3 separate regions of the Cricetulus griseus genome follow, and regions 1 and 2 are each linked to region 3. Evidence: chromatin contacts called from public Hi-C and Micro-C data. All regions are on one chromosome and are shown on one strand. The core of a region is the stretch at or near the end of the contact, and the rest is flanking DNA. Distances in the headings are between cores, read along the strand shown.

Region 1 (3,734 bases), core at 48-2,547, 160 kb before region 3:
AGAGGGCAGAGAACTAGCACCCACAGAGGGCAGAGAACTAGCACCCACATGCAGCCCTAAAAGGACTTGCTGCCCTCTCAGTACAAGCCCTAGCTCAGTTAGAGTCGGGCAGGAGGCTCGAGCTCACTGACTCCAGAGGGGAGGGGAAGGAATTCTGAGAACAAACAGCTTTCATAAGGAAAGGGCTGGAACCCCCCCCCCCCCCACCCGGGCCTGCCTTTGCTGTGCTCTAACTGTGCTCCCGGAGCAGGGGTTTTGAATGAGCTCATGTACCCCGCCGGCCGTCTGACAAGCTTTACAAGCCTATTTTAATCAATACCCATTCCACAGACTCGGTTGAACAGCTAGTGAAGCAAGGATCAGGAAGCCAGACTCTCGAAGTCCTTCAGTACTGTGCTGTTAGGGCAAATATCTCTCCTTTTTAGGACCTCGTTTTGTTTTTCCTTAGTTATGGTATCATGGATTTTTTTCTCATATTTTTCTATAATATCCGTTTTTTTTCTTTTTTAAACAATTATTTATTTATTGTTCATTGGGGTTTGCCTGCGTGTATGTCTGTGTGAAGGTGTCAGATCCTCTGGAACTGGAATTACAGACAGTTGTGAGCCGCCATGCGGGCGGGGGTTGGGAATTGAACCCGGGACCTCTGGAAGAGCAGACAGTGGTCTTAACCACTGAGGCATCTCTCCAGCACTCCCCCCCTCCCCCAATTATTTTCTTAACATGGAGTATCACATTTCTGATGGGAAACCAAAACAAGCCCTCACCTAGGTATTAAAGACGGCCCTGGCTTCCCCTGGGTGGAGCCAGCCATCGGAGGCTGCAGGGCACGCGGCTGTGTGAGCCACGAGCAGAAGCGGGGCTCTGGGAACCGGGCAGGCGCCTGCGGTCGCCCCCGAAAGACAGTGAGTGGCGATCTTCACTTCCCGGGGCCAAGACGCTCCTGCAAGTCTCCCAGCCCTGCAGGGCGGCCCGAGCAGCTCGGGTCTGCGGAGACGCCGGCCTGGCAGCCACTTCTCCAAAACCGGGGTCGCTCGCTGCCTTTCCCGCGGTGGCTCCTGGCGAAGACGGAAAATGCAAACTGGAACGGGGAGGGCGATGCACGAGAAAACTGCCGGGGTTTAAACTCCCCGGGGAGCCGGCCTTTGCAGGACGCGGGGAGAGCACTCCCTCCAGCTCCCTGCGGGGCTCAGGACGCCCGAGAGTCAGCCCCACCGCGTCTAAAAGACTACCACTCCCAGAGTGCCACGCGCCGCCCGCCCCGCCCGCCGCTTCCGGGTGGGCCGCTGGCCGGCGCCGCTCTAGGCGCCGCGTCGTCTCGGTGCCCGGCCGCGCGCGCCATGGAGGCCGGGGGCTGGGTGCTCGGCGGCGAATTCGAGGACTCCGTGTTCGAGCAGAGGCCGGAGCGGCGGCCCGAGCCGCCCGCGCCCCACGGCGCCAAGCTGTGCGAGCCGCAGGTGAGACGGCGGCCTCCTGCCGCCCGCCCCGAGCCCCCGAACCCCGGAGCCCCGGAACCCCGCCACTGCCCCGCCCGCTGCAGTCGGGGCCTGTGGGCTCGCCGCCTCAGTCCTCCTGCCTCCTGGCTGCCCGCCCCGCCCCGCACCCCACCACATACACACCACACACACACACCACATACACACCACACACACCACACACACCACACACACCACACACACACACCACATACACACCACACATACACACCACACACCCCATACACACACACCACACATACACACCACACATACACACCACACCACATACACACCACACACACACACACACACACACACACACCACACACACACACACACACACCACACACACACACACACACACACACCACACACACACACACACACACACACACACACCACACACACACCACACACACCACACACACACACACACACACACACACACACACACACACACACACACACACACACACACACACACACACACACACACACACACACACACACACACACACACACACACACACACACCACACACACACCACACACACACACACACACCACACACACACACACACACACACACACACCACACATACACCACACACACACACCACACACACCACACACACACACACACACCACACATACACACCACACACACCACACACACCACACACACACACCACATACACACCACACATACACACCACATACACACACCACACACCCCATACACACACCACATACACACACCACATACACACACCACACACCCCATATACACACCATATACACACACACACACCACATACACACCCCATATACACCCCATATACACACCACATATACACCACACATACACACCACATACACACCACACACACCACACATACATACCACATACACACCACACATACACACCACATACACACCCCACATATACACCCCACATACACACCCCACATACACACCACACATACACACACCCACAAACACACCACATACACACACCACACCCTGTATACACACCCCTCACCCCGCATACACACCACATATACACACCACATACACACCCTGCACCCCATACCCCCACCCTCACCCCACACCCCCACACCCACACCCCCACCCTCACCCCACACCCACATGTCCTGCGGGCTTCCCCAGGCTGGAGCCACACAACACCTCCCTGCCCCCAGCCCCTGCCCAGATGGTCAACAGCGCATTCTTGCAGGCCAGCCAGCTGCCTGGAAGAAGAAAATTTAAAGCCAATTTCGTTTCTTCCTTTCCTAATAGGATAATGAAAAATGGGTGGAGGTTTGTATATTGTCATTAAGAAGCTGGGAATGGCTAGTTAGAAACGGTTCGTGACTAGATAGCTGCAGAATGCGGAAGCTAACTGTGGCCCAGATGTCTGGCCTTGAGTGACATGGTGTCAGAAGAATAGAACAAAGTTTAGAACATCCCTACTGTGACGGCTCTGGAGAGGGAAACTGATTTAGCAGGCTAGCGAGGAGTCTCAATGGATACTCAGTGAAGTGTTTGGAAACACAGCCAAGCCATCAGAGTGTGTTGAGGACATTTGAGTGAGCAGAATTTGGAGACAGACTGTCTTCAGCCTCAGCAGGCTTATTGTAAAAGGCAGTAGGATATGCTGCTCTGGGCTTCCAGAGTCTCACTTTGTACCCAGGGGGTTGAAGTCAGAATAGGGAAGTGTTCTTAGAGGCGCCACCTCTTCAGAGTCTCCTTGAGTCCGCCTGGGATGCACAGGGCCTCTGGAAGGAGGTTGTCGTCTCCTTTGCTTGGACCCTCTGTGAGTCTGTGTGCTATTTTCACAATAGCATGTCACCATAATCGTAGGCTCCTAGGGGCATAGGATTGTCGGTCCCTTTTCACTCCGTGGCACTCACAGAAAACAGACACCACTTTAAAGAGTCCTTGGCACGCTACAGGATGTGGTTGAAGATGTGTGCTGTTTTTCTTTTTTTCACAAATATGTTATTGACATGTTTATACTTGTGGCCATTAAAAGATGGTTTTTAGCCGTATTCATTTATTTGTGTGCATGTGTGTGGGTGAGAGTGTCATGGCACTGTGTGCTGGTTCTTTCTTCCGCCACACGGGGCCAGGTCATCAGGCTTGGTGACAATCTCCTTTACCCACCGAGGTGTCTCACGGACTCTTTGATCATTTTAATAGAAACCTGGGCCATCAGTGAGAAGGCCCCGCAAGTAAAATAGACTACTGCAGCCA
Region 2 (3,938 bases), core at 1,172-3,671, 220 kb after region 3:
TTATGTAACTTTCACTTTAAACTTAAACCTTTATGTTGGTCCCACGAAACCACTTGACGGCTCCATTAGTCTATTTTTACTATCAAACAGGCCATTTAACAAGATATTTATTCCACTTGGCCGCCATCCAAACGCTTTTTGACATTACTGCCCTGGGCCTGAACTGCTTAAACTCGAGGCCCTTCTAAACAGAAAATCACCTTTTGACTTAAGTCTCTGAGCAAGCGCTGCGACTCTCACCCTCTTCTCTTCAGTGGGGTTAATTTCTGCTCTAGAGAAGCCAGCACGAGAGTGTTTTAAGAGGCTTTTTGTGGGAAGTCCAAGCCGCTTAGGGGGTCACACGGAGCCATTATTGCCTCCCAAGCCCTGCTTCAACACAGGGCTGACCTCACATCGAAGGAGCTGCTCACTTCCAGAAAAAGATCTTCAGAGAGCAGCAAATGGAGAACTCGGGGGGCGGGGGGGGGGGCTCTAAAGGACAGTGATGCCTGGGGCCCCAGCTGAGCAGTGACTCTGAACAGGGAGGGATGCTCCCTTCTCCTCCTCCCCGCCCCCAACAAAAGGCCAGTGGAACCCACTGGCTTTGAATGAAGCCAATCAGTCAGGTGGAAGCCTGGGCAAATCACGACTTGGCTACTGAGACAGGTCTCTCCCACCCACCCTGTTTGATAAGCCCTCCTCATCCTCCTCCACCTCCTCCCGAGCTCAGCACAGCTAAGGAGGCCAAAGGGACGTCCCTGGGATGCTCCCGCTTTCCAACTTTCCGAGCTTCTTGGTCTTCGCAGCCTCCTGCAAAGCTGCTCTGGAAAGGGCAAGTTTGCAAAGCCCAGGATCCCAAGTCCTGGGGAAGCCACAAAGACGCTCCAACGCCAGCAACGATTAACCTCTTGTTGGACAGACTGGAAAACGCCACCGCCACTCAGGCGGGGAAGACCCGGGCTCGGGTTGGTCCGGGGACAGCAGGGCCCCCCCCAAAGGGGGGCCGCGCGCCCCACGCATCCCCCTCCCCGCGCACCTGAGCGGGGCGTGGGCACAGCGCCGCACTCAGGCCCTGCCCGCAGGTCGCTCGCTCGCCGCCCGCCCGCTCGCCGCCCGCCGCTCGCCCGCGCCGCGCGCCGGCCGCCTGCAGCCACCGGGAGCGACGCGAGGAGAGGCAGCCTCAACACGGCGTCATGCTTCCTGCCGAATCGTCACCGGGAGAGGAGAGCAGAGGGGAGAGCGGGGGAGGCAGGGGAGCAGCCCCACGCAGCCCCCAGGCTGCCCAAAAGCGCCGAGACGGAGCCACGTCCCGGTGGAGTCCCCGCGGGACCTGCCCCGCTCGCACAAAGCGCCGCAGTTTGGCCAAAGGGAGGCAGGGAGCCGGCCACAAAAATAAATAAATAAAAAAAACCAGAGTCGGGTCTACGTAACGCCCTGTCGAAAGCGGACGCCATATTTTTTTGTGGCTTATGTCGACATAGGGAAACGTAGACATGTTTTTCCTCCTCCTCCTCGGCCTGGCTTCCATTTATCCAAACTTGTAATCAAAACTACTTCATAAAAAAAAAAATCTCCCTTTCCCCCCCGCCCCCCGCCCCGGATCGGCGGATTTCCTCCCACCCACAAAAAAAAAAAGCCTGCACCCCCCCCCCACACACACCCTCCCGCGCACCCCGGCCCCCCAAACCGGCCAAGTCCCATTAGCAACGCATTTTCGGGAGCGGCGGCGGCGGTGGGAAAGTTGGGCTGGAGTAGCGGGCGCCCGGCGAGCCGGGCTCGGGGCTGGCGGTGCCCCGCCGAGGGTGCTCCGCGCCGGGGCGAAGTTTCTTACCTGCGCCGGGGCTGGGAACGCGGGGACCCGGGCTGGGAAGGCGGAGACGAGGCACGGGCGTTCCAAAATGGAACTCTGCTGGCTCCCCCCACCCACTCCCCACTCCCCACCCGGCGCCCGACTCGGGCTCCGTGGGAAAGAGGTGGTGGTGGTGCTGGTGCTGGTGGTGGTGGGGAAAGCCAGCCTGGCAGACGGACAGACAGACAGGAAAAGCCCCCGTATGGAGAACGGTTGGGCGAAAATTTTAAAAGAAAAAAAAAAAGAAAAGAAAAAGAAAAGAAAAGAAAAAAAAAAAGAAAAAAGGAAAAAAAAGGGGGAAAAATGTCTCGATCAGTGGGGAATCTACGCCAAAACCCACATGATCTGTAACGTCAGCGTGCGTATTTGCATACGATACCACCGCCGGAGCTGCCACCCGGGCTCGGGTTCCGCAGAAAGTTACAAAGTGAAATTCAGGCCCCTCGGCGGACGCCGGCAAAATGTCATTTTTAGGAGGGAGCTGCGGGTGGGGGGGAGGCTCGCCCTAAAGGCTCTGATGAGTAGCCAAACGGGAGGTGTGTGTGTGTGTGTGTCTGTGCTGTGTGTGTGTGTGTGTGTGTGTGTGTGTGTGTGTGTGTGTGTGTGTGTGCAGCAAATGAACTCAAAAGTCCGAGTCCAGTAACGGACACGATGGAATTTTTGCGGGAAGAGATGGATGGGGGAGGCGCAAGCGGGATCCCCTGAATTTTGAGCACCAGCCGGCGCGCGGCCGCGGCCAACCCCTCGCGGTGGTGCAATACCCATTTTCTTTATGAAAAGTTCAAGGTGTCACTGATGAGCTCAACAAACTGTTGATCCTGGCTCACCACGTGGAGTGGCGGACCGTGGGACCGCAGGGCGCTAGGGCTTGCCCGGCGCTGGCAGCGCCCGGGACTCTGTGCCCTCCTGCGGTGCGCGGGGGCACAACGCGGGTGGGGTCCTCACGCGCCCTGGTCTCTGGCTGCTCTTTCTCCCGCCTTCCGGCTCAAGAAAATAATAACACACTTGCAAACTTTTTTTTTTTAAAACTAAGATGCATTTTACTCCCGGCTTGGGAGCGGGGCGGGGAAGAAGGCTCCCGCACTTTATGTAACCACTTGAGGTCAGATCACTTTTGTTGGGGATTTCCGCTCGCGCCTGGGCTCCGTCGGGTTAAGGATCTTCAAACTTTTTTTTTTTCCTCCTCCAAACCCATAAACAAACAGTCTCGGGGCAGGGGGGGGGGGGAGATGACTTAAACTTGTCTAACCCAAGTTCGCAGGGGCTCTCAGACTCAGAGACAAGCACAAGCCTGTTGCGCGCACCCCTCAGTCCCTCGGAGGTGAGACGGGGGTCACACTGGGAGCTGGGACAGCCGCGTTCCCCGCGGGAGGGGTCTCCAAAGGCCACCTCCTCCTGCGCTGCAGAGCACCCCGCGGGGTGTCGTGTGTGTGTGTGTGTGTGTGTGTGTGTGTGTGTGTGTGTGTGTGTCCTTTCCCTGCAGCCTTGGGAACCATGAATTTGCGACCCGGCTGCTGCACTGCGGTCACAGGCAGTGTTAAAAGGCTTTGGGCGAGCATCCGAGGGACGCCGAGGCCCTCCGGCTGCAACCTGCCTGCGCTGCGAATTCTTCCCTCTAGGACCCCGGGTCCCTTTTGCAGACTCCAGGGCGCTTGGCAATTTCTTGGGTGTGGGCGCTCTGCAGCCCACCGTGGGCGAGGGGCCCAGAGCTCTGGAACCCATAGGCGACACTAGTAGTTATTCGAGGAAAAAGGGGGGCCTGGGGCTTGGAGACTGCCGAGTCGCCTCCCACCCTGCGGATTAGCAGGCACGGCGCGGCGGGGCTTCCCAGCCAGTTCTGCTCCGGGGAATTAGAACGAACTCTAGCGGCCGCTTGCGACTCCGCTCGCTCGCTCGCTCGCTCGCTCGGGGCGCGGGACAGCAACAGGTGAAAGTGTGCTGCGGGGTGGGCAAGGAGACGACCCAGGAGACAGTGGAAGACTGGCTTTGGGGGCTGCGGGTGGCCGTGGCTCTGGGGAACCTCTTTTGGCATTTTATTTTCGTAGACTGGAAAGAAGGAAGTAGTTAAAAAAAATTAAAGGTCGCCCCAAGGTTCCCATTTCTCTGGTAA
Region 3 (3,931 bases), core at 1,161-3,660:
GAAGAAGTTTCTTCATAGACTTTCTACACTTGAGAACCTGTAGGACTCCAAATTTTGTATCCTCTCATTAAACTGTGAAATATTTAGCACCTTTCTATTTTGAGAAATGTGCATTTCTTAACACTCAAAAGGGGTAGTGACCAAAATTCTTTGAAATAAAGGAACATTGTGGGTTTTTTTTTTTTTTTTGAGGGGGGTGGTTCAAGACAGGGTTTCTCTGTGGCTTTGGAAGCTGTCCTGGAACTCGCTCTTGTACACCAGGCTGGTCTCCACAGAGATCCTCCTGCCTCTGCCTCCCAAGTGCTGGGATTAAAGGCTTGTTGGGATTAAAGGTGTGGGCCACCACCCGGCAAAATAATGGAACATTGGAAACTGTAAATGCATCCATGTATTTTATCTTTGCCTGGAGAATGTGAGCCGCCTGGGCCACTTGGACCTAAGATTGAGGATTTTCCCCTCTCAGCGAGTCTGCTTATTTTAGGCCCAGGCCTGACGGTAATCAGACCTTACACACAGCTCCGGTCAGCTCTGCCTTCAACCTACAAAGCGCTGCTTCTTCTAGCAGCTGCCAACCCTTCCCCCTTTCCCTCCCATCCCATAATGACGCTTTTGTTTAGTGAGACGGGTCCAGGTTTCTTTCTTTCTTTCTTCTTTTTTTTTTTTGTTTTGTTTTGTTTTTTGTTTTTCGAGACAGGGTTTCTCTGTGTAGCTTTGGAGGCTGTCTTGGCACTCTCTCTGTAGACCAGGCTGGCCTCGAACTCACAGAGATCCGCCTGTCTCTGCCTCCCGAGTGCTGCAATTAAAGGTGTGCGACACCAACGCCAGGCTGGGTCCAGGTTTCTTTGGTGAACCATCTCTATTTTATTTTATTTTATTAGTTCAAATTAGGAACAAGCTTGCTTCAGATGTCAATCCCCTCCCCCCAACATCCCACCTGCCCCTAGCCATCCCCCCTCCACTCCCTAGGCAGGGTAAGGCCCTCAAAAGGGGCTCCCCAAAGTCTACCACATCATCCTGGGCCAGGCCTAGGCCCTTCGCCATGTGTCCAGGTCAAGAGAGCATCCCTTCACAAGGGATGGGCTCTCAAAATCCCTTCTTTTTTTTTTTTTTAAGACCTTACATATTTAATACAGTGTGTTACCCCTGTACAATTGGAAAAAAATTAAGGGTGAACCATCTCTCTCATTGCAGTTAAGTCCAAACGTTTTGTTCTCTACAAGTCAAGCTTACAGTTGTGTTCTCCACGGAAGGTTCCACCGCTTGCACCGTAGGTCCTGCTCCATGACAACGGCAACAAAATAGAATAAAAGTTCTAGTGAAATAGGTATGTTTCCAGCGACTGTTTTGTTTTTGTTTATTTTTTCGCATCATCTTCATTTGTAGCTAATTTAAAGCCCCCCCCAAGCAACCAGATTAAAAATCAATGGGGGGGGGGAGAGGGAGAAGGGATTGACATGTGAAGCAAGCTTGTTCCTAATTTGAACTAAAAAAAAAAAAAAATTAAAAAATAAAGAGCAGGGCTGGAGAGATGGCTCAGAGGTTAAGAGCACTGCCTGCTCTTCCAGAGGTCCTGAGTTCAATTCCCAGCAACCACATGGTGGCTCACAACTATCCGTGATGAGATCTGGTGCCCTCTACTGGTGTGCAGATATACATGGAAGCAGAATGTTGTATACATAATAAATAAATAAAAAATCTTAAAAAAAAATAAAGAGCAATACCCAAACAAACAAACCAAAACCAAGTCAAGGCCGAACCCCCTTTCAGTTCCCTTTGCAGTCCTGTTAAAAGCCGTCTTGTCTCTCCGTGACAAACTCTTTCCCTAGGTTTTCGTTTGTGCAGCCACCCTTGCTCAGAAGGCCACGGATGTGTCCATCTGCAGCCGTCTCTGCAGCCGTCTCCCGGTTCTCCAGTGCTCCGCTGCACCCTTCCCCGCCATCTCTATTTCCCCCACACCCTCCTCCGGAGGAAACCTTTGCTCCATTTCTCATTTTTTCCTGTCTAACCGTGCCACGGCCGCAGTTGCATCCATCCCCGGGTGTCAGCAACCCGCCATTCAGGGATTCACCGTGAGCAGACGGACGCCCGACGGGAGCCATGGCAACCGTGCACTTCGCCGCCTCCTCGCCCTTTAAATAAATAAACACTCACGGAGAGGCACCGGCTCGGCTTTCCACGCCAGCGAGCGCCGGCCGGAGGGCACGCGACCTCCCCGTGGGCTGCAAAGACTGGCCGTTGCCCCGGGCAACCGCGCGGTTTCCCACGAGACACGCCGCCCCGCCCACCCGCCGCGCTTGGCTCCGCCCCAGGAGGGCGTGCCCGGGTTTAAAGGGGACACTGGCCCTTTAAGGCGCGAGGGCCTCTCTGGTCACGTGGCCCCCTCGCGCGCGCGCGCACTGGCTCGCGGCCGCCGGAAGGGGAAGTTTCCCTGGTGAGCGCTGCCTTGGCTCGCCCGCTCGCTCGCTGGCTCGCCCGAATTCGGTGGCGCCACGTCCGTCGGTCTCCGCCTCCTGCACGGCGGCTGCGCTCCTGGCTGTCCCTGGCCGAGGCGGCCGAGCGGCGCGGCGCAGCCGGCCACCTGACGGGCCACCATGTCGGACATCGGGGACTGGTTCAGGAGCATCCCGGCCATCACGCGCTACTGGTTTGCCGCCACCGTCGCGGTCCCCTTGATCGGCAAGCTCGGCATCATCAGCCCGGCCTACTTCTTCCTCTGGCCCGAAGCCTTCCTCTATCGCTTCCAGGTAGGAGCCGGCGTCGCGCCGTGGGTGGAGACTACAGCCCCCAGGTGCCCCCGCGGCGGCGGGGCCGCGGCGGCGGGCTGCGGGGCGCGCTGGGGCTGGTGGGATTTGTAGTGCGTCCGGGGCCGCTGGTGGCGGTGGTGGGGGGGCGTTAAGGCTTGGTTGGTCCTTTGGGTGTCCTGACTTAAGAGTCGCTGGGAAGTGACTCACGACCCTTGTCGTCTGGCACCATGGGGCTCCCCGCCCTCCTGGCGCTGAAGGAGATGGTGGTGAGAAGGTAAGTTAGGGATGGTTACCAGTCTGTTGGCGGATGGGGACTGCCACCTGCCTCCATGTCCTCAGCCCTCCGTCGGTCCCCACCGCGGCAGTGCCATCCCAGTCAGTGGTGTCCGCTTGACAGACTTGTACACGGGCCGTTTGCATGTCTACAGCTTCTCTCTGCGCCTTATTGAAGTGGTTTAAGGTCAGAGATTAAAAAAAAAAAAACGAAAGAAAGTGTGAATTTATCTGTATTTCCTGAGGGCCCTAACCCAGCTCCTGGCGTAGGGTAGTTAAATGTATCAGTGAATGATTAAGTTACTCAGGAAGCGGGAGATGTCAGTTTTCTTAAGCTCCCAGGAAGACATCCAAATTACCTTTCCGGGCCAAAGAATATTAATTTCCTAGAGGTTATTTTTAATCGTTTCTGTGATATAAAAATTTAATCAGGGGAGGCTCAGGTTCTCCCATCGGGAAACACTGTGTACAGGCCCTCGACTTCGTTTTCCCAGCCCAGAATCTATCAAGAAGGTCATTTGGGTGCTACCTCACCTGGATAGCTGGAATACAGGCCTCTCTCTTTCTCCATTGCAAGCTGTTACCACTCCAGCGTTGCCCCATTTGTTCTCAGTGGGCAGCTAGAGTGATCCTGTTAAAACAAAAATTATGTCCTGTCAGTCTCCCTAGAACTCTCCAGTGTCTGAAAATGGATGAGTAAAACCCTTGCCTGCTTGCTGCTGACCTAGGTGGACCCCAGGGCTTTTGCACATGTATTTTTCTACTGAGGAGATAACCATGGCTCACTCATTTACCTCTGGGTATTTTTCAGGCCTCTGCCCAAATACCATTTTACTTTTTTTTTTTTTTTTATGAGATAGGGTTGCTCTGTGGCTTTGGAGGCTATCCTGGAACTAGCTCTTGTAGACCAGGCT

The links. A called contact is a pair of places that touch in the nucleus more often than the background predicts.
Region 1: a Hi-C map of the CHO-K1 cell line shows a contact between it and region 3, with 1.8 times the contacts expected there. The contact joins the promoter of LOC113837489 here to the promoter of LOC103161457 in region 3.
Region 2: a contact with region 3 is called in a Micro-C map of the CHO-K1 cell line, with 2.0 times the contacts expected there. The contact joins the promoter of Zhx2 here to the promoter of LOC103161457 in region 3. A contact is called at or near these places in 3 of 8 Hi-C or Micro-C datasets (the CHO-K1 cell line and fibroblasts).

Annotation. Positions count from the first base shown.
Region 1 is chr10:29,607,838-29,611,571 of CriGri-PICRH-1.0, forward strand. LOC113837489 reads left to right here and starts at 1,298. Exons shown (of 6, transcript XM_027431657.2): 1 at 1,298-1,457. The coding sequence starts at 1,341. The region is part of intron 3 of Zhx1 (zinc fingers and homeoboxes protein 1); the gene reads left to right. LOC113837490 (a long non-coding RNA gene) reads right to left here and starts at 533. Exons shown (of 3, transcript XR_003488090.2): 1 at 1-533.
Region 2 is chr10:29,985,017-29,988,954 of CriGri-PICRH-1.0, forward strand. Zhx2 (zinc fingers and homeoboxes protein 2) reads right to left here and starts at 2,422. Exons shown (of 5, transcript XM_027431667.2): 1 at 1,811-2,422.
Region 3 is chr10:29,764,746-29,768,676 of CriGri-PICRH-1.0, forward strand. LOC103161457 (derlin-1) reads left to right here and starts at 2,411. Exons shown (of 7, transcript XM_027431665.2): 1 at 2,411-2,744. The coding sequence starts at 2,592.